Regions from separate parts of the Mus musculus genome. Here region 1 is linked to region 2. The links are chromatin contacts, called in public HiChIP or PLAC-seq maps. All regions are on one chromosome and are shown on one strand. Each heading gives the region's core, a stretch centred on a gene start, on an enhancer-like site or on the middle of the called end of the contact. The rest is flanking DNA. Distances are from core to core; before and after follow the strand shown.

What was found. HiChIP or PLAC-seq counts read pairs in DNA pulled down with a chosen protein or histone mark.
Region 1: a contact with region 2 is called in an H3K4me3 HiChIP or PLAC-seq map of forebrain, with 2.6 times the contacts expected there. The contact joins the enhancer-like site here to the promoter of Metrn in region 2. A contact is called at or near these places in 6 of 39 promoter capture datasets (3T3-L1-derived adipocytes, the HPC-7 cell line, embryonic stem cells and 3 more), 9 of 484 Hi-C or Micro-C datasets (the HL-1 cell line, cerebral cortex, cortical neurons and 4 more), 11 of 115 datasets of contacts at active chromatin or transcription factors (SST interneurons, bone marrow-derived macrophages, embryonic forebrain and 5 more) and 1 of 9 other capture datasets (embryonic stem cells).

Annotation. Positions count from the first base shown.
Region 1 is chr17:25,417,006-25,421,171 of GRCm38.p6, reverse strand. All of the region lies in intron 2 of Cacna1h (calcium channel, voltage-dependent, T type, alpha 1H subunit), which reads left to right. Among named protein-coding and RNA genes, the nearest start is that of Cacna1h, 15 kb to the left of the region's middle. Within about 2 kb of position 2,116, at least 48 of the 459 cell types and tissues checked have an H3K27ac peak or open chromatin away from gene starts, as enhancers often do. A contact at or near this core is called in cerebral cortex, cortical neurons, forebrain and 1 more, where this site is marked.
Region 2 is chr17:25,794,511-25,798,469 of GRCm38.p6, reverse strand. Metrn (meteorin, glial cell differentiation regulator) reads left to right here and starts at 1,425. Exons shown (of 4, transcript NM_133719.2): 1 at 1,425-1,605; 2 at 1,829-2,229; 3 at 3,037-3,096; 4 at 3,179-3,899. The coding sequence starts at 1,508. The coding sequence ends at 3,495.

The sequences.
Region 1 (4,166 bases), core at 867-3,366, 380 kb after region 2:
CAAGGCCACGGTGTTTGTGTCAGAAGCTGGGCCTGCTGCCACAGTCTTCCATAATATTCCAGAACCTTGTGTGCTTCTCCACATTGCGATCTGGGTCACCAAGCCAATGGAGCAAGGTCCAACCAGCCTGAAGCCATGGGGGAGGCTGGGTGTATGCTAGGAAGTGGTAGAGTCAGACCCACTAAGGCCTGGTTCAGTAGAGCTGCTCGGGTGGGAGTGCTTGGAATTCAGAGACCCAGAGGGAGAAGCCTTCAGGCCACCCCATCCCTTCCCATTCTCTATGTGTCCCAACTCCATCCCCAGGTGGCAGTGTGTACCACCCTTCCCTGGTGGTAGCTCTGCCTGCTTTACCATGATATCAGTCTGGTGTCCCCCTGAACCTTCCCCCACTGACTTGCAGTTTTTCACAGAATATCAGGAGGAAAGCTGGTTTCTTCTCATTTGCCGTGAAAGAATGGACTCCATTGTGCCCTGTGCATGGGCAGGCTTGCGGCTCCTAATTGGGAAATTGGCTGTCTGGGCCTGACCCACTGGGCTGTTATTACAGCGTGTGAGTGTCTGTGTGGTACAGGCTGCAAACGGCTTCTGAGTTTTGCCTTTTGACTGTGCATTGCCATATCTCTGTGGTCACTCCCTTGTCTTCACATTGCTCTAAAGGGGGCGTAGTGTTCCTGGTTGTGAGCTCCCACCAAGAGTTTCTCAGGAGTGGGGCGGTAGGAATCACTGGTTAACTTGATGCTTTCTCAAGGCCTGGCAGGGACTGATAAAGGAGACATCGAGTCTCTAGTGGCCTTAGTGGCAAGGCGGATGAGAGATCACATTTTATCCCATGAGGTGCTCTGGGACCCAATGTGGGTATAATGAGCTTCATGGAGTTTGCTAGGTGACCCTGAATGTTTCCAAGTTCCGCCGGCCCAGCTTGTCCTAGAAGCCAGTGGTCTTTAGTCACCTGTCCAGAACAAAAGGCAGAAGCGCCTGCCTGCCTGCCTGCCTGCCTGCCTGCCTGCCTGCCTGCCTGGCACATGACATGCCCCAAGTCTCTGCATCTTGTTTACTTTACCAAGCTCCTGTGTTTTTCCCCCTCCCCACCCCCCGGGGACCAGGGTGTCAGATAAGACAGTAGCAGCTACTATGCAGGCATTGTAGGCTGACCCCAAAGATGCTTGTACTATTGGGGTAGATCATGAGTCACATAAGTAACTCGTGAGTGTACAGCTCTGTATCTGCCACCCTAGTCTTACACTTGGGCATCTATGGCTGCAGTGTGCTTCAGAGCACTTCTCACCATGCAGGGAGCACCATGCCCATGCATCTCTGCTGATTGCCTTCATCCCATCTCCCTGTTCCAAGGCTCCATGTAGTGGGATCACTTGCTTGCATGTGTTGGATGGAGTACTGTGAACCATCTGACTTCAAGGTTTAGTTTCACCGTAGCAGGCCCCAGGGACCCAAGGTGTAGTTAGAGAGCTTTTGTGTTTGTGGACATGTGTCCAGGTGTGTAGCAGAAAGTGCTGCAGAGAATGGGCGGGCTCTGAATGCAATGTGATTTCCTGGGTTTCGTCTTTCTGGGTAGATACCAGGAATGGGATTGCTGGGTCACGTAGGAACATTGTTTGGTCACATACGAAACTTCAGGGGCTTTATAGAACAACCCCTACTTGCTAACTGTTTATCCCACCTATGAATCTGGGCCCCAAGGTGCTGTAACAGGATGTGTGGCATCTCCAGTGTGCAGTAGCCGTCTAGTGGGTCTGAGATTGGGGTCTTGGCTGTGCTCCCAGAGCCTGACTACTTCCTGCTACGAGAACAGCTAGGTCCTGACTCCCAGTTGGGGTGGGGACAGGTGTCACTGTCAGGTGGCGTCTGGGCCATGGGTAGGAGTAGTTGGCGCGAGTGTTTGTTCTGCATCCGTCCCTCCCTTCATTCTCGAGAGGTTTTCAACACCCACACTTGGAATAAAAGAAAAATTATTAATGAGCTTGGTGCGGTTGCCATGGGAACCTGTTGCTAATGAATCTCTGGGGTTTCCTCTTACCTTTGGGGAGCTAGAGGAAGGCTGAGCTATGCTCAGACCAAGCATGCTTCCTTCTCTTTGGGTTGCCTTGGCAACGCCTGTCACTAATCCCCAGCCAGCTCCTGGTTTACCGGCCTGGCCCCAGGAGCCAGCTGCCCGCTTATGCTTACATAAAGCCTCTTACTGTGATCCTAGCTGCTCCCAGCCCCACCAGGCCCCATGGAGCACCACCGTTCCTCTCTGGGCCACACATGGGATCCCTAGGGTGTGGAGAACAGATACATTGTCTCAGGCTTTGCTAGAGAGAGGACTCTACATGGATTGGGTGGGGCAGAGTTCCTACTCTGAACAGGAAAAGGTAAGGAAAGGGTACACAGGGAGCCCAAACTAGGACTCATGAGATGACACTTGGCAGAGCTGCTACCCAAGTGCATAGCCTCACTGACCCATGGCTGCCATCTTGATGGAGCCCTGAGGGTCCTAGAGAAAAAAACAGGCCATCCTGAGTCCTAGTGTCCCGCCCACCAGGTGACAGAGGGAAGAGGGTCTCAGGGTCTGGAGAACTTGCTGTGTGGGATAAGCCTGCCTACAGCCAGGTTATAGAGAAGGGCTGAAGAGCCTTGAGTTCAAGGGATTGGGCATTCAGTAAATAGTTGAGTGAGATCCATGGAAGGACAAAGGGAAGGGTTTGAGTCAACTAGGGTAGTGGAACATTTGGCATAAACCCCAAGCATGGGCCTAAGATAGCCAGCTTCTCAACCCAATGATCTTTTCCTGGACTGACACTGGCCACAGTCAGCCTGTGTTCTCAGGGCATCTTGTAGAGGCTTGCAGGAAAGGGGTGGTAGATACAAGATGGCTGATAAGAGGGTGCTGGGCAGGAGGCCTCTCCCAGCTTCAGTGTACGTGTCTAAGATGTGGATGGAGAAGGTGTGGGTGGGAAGGGCCAGAGTGGATGACATGTCCACACAATGCTAGGCCCTGTCGTCTCCAGGAGTCGGCACGTGACCCCTTTGTTCCGGGACATCTGGGGCCCCAGCATGAGTCATTTATTTTTTCTTTTTGTCTCTGTGACAAATGGCTGAGTGAGTGAAAACAGTTTAGGATAAAGACTGATTTTAGTTCATGGTTTCATAAGTTTCAGTCCGTGGTCAGCTGACATGTATGTATGTATGTACACACACACACATATATATATGTGTGTGTGTGAGTGTGTACATACATACATATATGTGTATATATATATATGTCTCTATATATGTATATATGTGTGTATATACATGTGTGTGTGTATGTGTGTATGTGTGTGTGTGTGTATATATATATATATATATATGTATCACAGACACACACAACTACCTATCTACAGGAAGTGTATGAAGAAGGCCAGTGAGCACAAATAGTTGTGCATCAGCAAGTTTTGCCTTCATCCCCTTCTTTCTTTAGGTCCCCAGACTATAGGATGGTGCTGCTCATATACTGGGCATGGCCCCTACTTAGTCGTCTCTGGAAATGCCCTCAGAGACTCACTCAGGTGTGCTTTATAATTTCCTAGCCATGTCTCAGTGGAGTTGCTTCTGCTTACACCTCACGTTTCAGAACCTGCATGGTTAATGTCCGCTTGGTGGGCTTTAGACCTGTGAACCGTGGAGAGCTGGGTGAATGGATAAGGAAGGGGGGCTACACTAGAGCTGAGCTGGTGGTTGGCCCTGGGGCCCAGCACCCACAACTCTGGAGCATCAATAGGAGCCCTCTTTTTTAAGCCACTGCAGCAGTGTGACCCCCGTGGGTGAGACATTCACTCAAGTCATCTTTCATCACTTTGTTATGTTGGATTTGGAGCTGATGGCCATGGTGGCAGCTGATGGTGTTGGTCACCTGGGTTCTGAGGGTCTACCCCTCTCGGCCTGGTGTGACAAAATGACAGAGGTGCCATGGCTAGGCTGTGTGGCCCGAGACCTGTGTATGCTGATGTGTGCTGATGGTCATGGGCTTGGTTTTCTGGCTTTGTGTTTGGGGAAACAGAAGCCTGACAGATGGGGTGTGGTCAAAGGTCAGGCCTATGATGTAATGTCAAACTTAACACATGCTAAATAGCATGGAGCCCCTATGGGTGACAGGGTGTTTGAGTTTGCTTGCCCCCCCACCCCCG
Region 2 (3,959 bases), core at 176-2,675:
TGGTCAAAGAGGGCCTGGGAGGCAAGGAGAAAGTAGTCAGTGTTTGAAGCTCCTCCCCAGATTGCCAGTGGGATCACTGGATCTCATCTGTCTCTGAGCGCAGGTCCAGGCCAACCGGAAGGGTTTCACTCGGAACCTGGAGGATCCAGAAACAGAGCCCTGGGGGTGGGAGAGAGAGAGAGAGAGAGAGAGAGAGAGAGAGAGAGAGATCCTTGGGGACCTGCCAAGGTTCTTCTTCTATTTTCCATCTCCTCCACCCTCCCTTCGGTCAGATCCAAAGGACAAGCTGCTCCAAGGAAGCTCTTCCCCATTGGGGGGTTTCACAGTGGCTCTATTTTATTTTAAGAGGTTCTCGGGGGGGGGGGGATAGGGGATTTTCAGAGGGGAAACCAGGAAAGGGGATAACATTTGAAATGTAAATAAAGAAAATATCTAATAAAAATATTTTTTTAAAAATGAACAACAAACAAAACAAAACAAAAAAAAGAGGTTCTCATGTAGCCCACACTGTCCTTGAATTCACTATGGAGCCAAGGATGCCCTTGAACATCTGAGCTGCTTCCTTTACTTCCTGCCCGCTGGGATTACAGGCAAGACCCACTACACTCTCAGTTTAACATTATTTTAAAGATCAAAGCCAGGGGTGTATGCCTGTGTGGTAGGTGCTCTATAACCTAGCTACATCCTCAGGCTGCCTGGGATATCTTTCTGATTCCCTTTCGGTTGATCTTGACTGTAGGAATGGCCTGTACTTTGGCACCGGCAGACTACCAGGCTTTGTCAGTCAGGTGGGTCCCTAGGCAGGTCCTCTAGAACGCCTCATTTTTTTCTTAGTATCCATTTAACATTGGAGGAGTGTGTAGTTAGGTCTGAGAATGTATGGTGGCAGAAGGAGATCCACACTACCCACGCTACTCCTTCCAGACCTAGCCAGTATTCTTTCTTTTCCCCAAACCGAAGGTTTGGCCTAGCTCCATGCTCCAGGCCCTCTGTACCCTCCCTTATGAGATGCAGTAACACAGGGGTTTTAATCTCTTTTCCTTAAGTACCAGCAGCAGGATACCAGTGTTCAGATTTTGGCTGCAGACTCTACTACTTCTCTTACAAAGTCCCACTGCCCCGAGGTCCACTGAAGGTAAGGGGTGGACAGCCTTCCAGATTCCAGTCGACAGCGAACCCCACCAACCCACCAAACGTTCCTATTGGGGATCTCCAAATGGGGAAACAGGAGCGCTTTCTACATCAACCCTGCCTTGGACCGAGCTCCCGCCTTGAGCCCGCCCCACCCCCTCGAGGGTGCTGCAATTGGAGGAAAGTTCTGCGGCTTGTGGCGATTGGTCCGAGAGCAAAGGCCCCGCCCCCTAGCCCCGGAGCTCAGAGGGGGCAGCGGCGAGGGGTCGCCGGTTGTGGGGACGCGCCGGGCCGGGCAGCCGCGCCGCGGGCTGCTCGCGCTGCGGCCCCGACCCTCCCGGGGCAGCAGTCCGAGGCCCCGGCGCGTCCCCTAACCATGCTGGTAGCCACGCTTCTTTGCGCGCTCTGTTGCGGCCTCCTGGCCGCGTCCGCTCACGCTGGCTACTCGGAAGACCGCTGCAGCTGGAGGGGCAGGTACCAGGAGGGACTGCGGGGAGGGTTGTGGGTTTATTTATTTATTTATTTTATTTTATTTACTTCTTGGGTTGGAGGGTTCCCTCCCACTTGGAACTGAGGAAACGCAGACTTCAATGTCCTGTTACACAGAGTAGAAGCAGATGTTGGTAGCCGCGGGAAAAGGGATGAGCGGGCTAGGGAACGAGGGTCACCCACCTGAGAACCACCGTCCTGTCCCCAGCGGTTTGACCCAGGAGCCTGGCAGCGTGGGGCAGCTGACCCTGGACTGTACTGAGGGCGCTATCGAGTGGCTGTACCCAGCTGGGGCGCTGCGCCTGACCCTGGGCGGCCCCGATCCGGGCACACGGCCCAGCATCGTCTGTCTGCGCCCAGAGCGGCCCTTCGCTGGTGCCCAGGTCTTCGCTGAACGTATGACCGGCAATCTAGAGTTGCTACTGGCCGAGGGCCCGGACCTGGCTGGGGGCCGCTGCATGCGCTGGGGTCCCCGCGAGCGCCGAGCCCTTTTCCTGCAGGCCACACCACACCGCGACATCAGCCGCAGAGTTGCTGCCTTCCGTTTTGAACTGCACGAGGACCAACGTGCAGAAATGTCTCCCCAGGCTCAAGGTCTTGGTGTGGATGGTGAGTGATTATGAGACTGGCTGGGTGTCAGAAATTGGCCCTCCACACTGACCTGATGGGACTGGGCCTTGCCACCCCATTGCATGGAGAGTCCTTCTGTAGCTTGACAGAGGCCACTCCGGTGGAGAGCATAGTGGCTTCCAGGTCGTAAGGAGGTGAGTTGGAAGTGCCCCCGCCTTTCTCTCCTCCTCCTCTTAAAAGATTCGGTTTAGGAAAAGAGCAGGAGGGGGCAAATGCCCGAGAGGCCAGCCCTGGGTCTCTGGTTTCTGAAGGATTGGGGGAAGGGTTAAGCTGAGGCAGAATCAAAGCCTATGGCCAAGGCTGTCCAGGGCTCCCTGGCCTGGTGGTGACCTCCTTCCCCTCCCCCCAAGCCCAGCCAACAAAAGTCCAGTGTGCCTCTTCGTCACCATGGAGACTGCCTGCCCTGCCTCCCTGCAGGGCACCAGGCCCAGTGCTTTGCTCTTCTGGAACTTGTAGCCTGACCCTGCAGGGAATGAATGGCTCTCTGACTGTTCTGCCCTAGCTAGAGACCCCCCCGAACTGGAGTCCACTAGAATATCCCTAGCTAGAGCTGGGAGGTCACAGAACGTTTCCCAGTGTTAGTCTGAGTTTATGAGATGGTACCAAGCCTGTGTATGAGGCACTGAGGTGCCCATCAGTAGGCATGTACCTGCAGGGTGTCTTCAGGCTATAGGATGCTGGGAGAAGGGTTTAGTCTCTTGCTCCTGTACCTTTTCCTCTTGGGAGGAGCTGTGGGCTCGTGCTGAGAGATCACAGGCCTGGCTGATGACCTGCCTTGCATGCTAGGTGCCTGCAGGCCCTGCAGTGATGCCGAGCTCCTCCTGGCTGCATGCACCAGTGATTTTGGTGAGTGTTTCTGTTGCGGGAGAGCTTAGGGTCTGCCTCACATTCCCACGTGCCCACCACTGGCCACCATGTCTCCTCGTAGTGATCCACGGGACCATCCATGGGGTCGCCCATGACACAGAGCTGCAAGAATCAGTCATCACTGTGGTGGTTGCTCGTGTCATCCGCCAGACACTGCCACTGTTCAAGGAAGGGAGCTCGGAGGGCCAAGGCCGGGCCTCCATTCGTACCTTGCTGCGCTGTGGTGTGCGTCCTGGCCCAGGCTCCTTCCTCTTCATGGGCTGGAGCCGATTTGGCGAAGCTTGGCTGGGCTGTGCTCCCCGCTTCCAAGAGTTCAGCCGTGTCTATTCAGCTGCTCTCACGACCCATCTCAACCCATGTGAGATGGCACTGGACTGAGAGACCTGGGAGCAAGCCCTGGATGGACCTTCTTCTGGAGATGGGGTGTTGGGGAGGGTGATGGGAGGGTGGGTGAGAAGGGTGTGGCTCGGATGGCATCCTGGTACCCACAGTGAGCTGGTAGAATACTAAGTAATCTGGACCATACCAGCCACTGTAGTCATGGTCTTCTGTGGCAGGCAGCATACCCAGCTCTGTGCCTGCCTCACTTTGTCTACTCTCCAGTCTGCTGCCCTTCTAACCCTTCTTAGCCTGCTGACCAGTGAGCTCATGTTTTCCTCGAATTCCAGGGTGCTGCTGGGGTTCAGAGCAACCGTGCCGTAGTTTGGAAGACTTGAGCTAATTGTTTTTTTTTTGTTTGTTTTTTTGTTTGTTTAAAGGTGGCCTGGGGGGGGCGGCAAACAGACAGACATCACTTTCAGCTCCTTACGAGGCCTTTAGGGAGGGGTTCTTTAGTCTGGCAC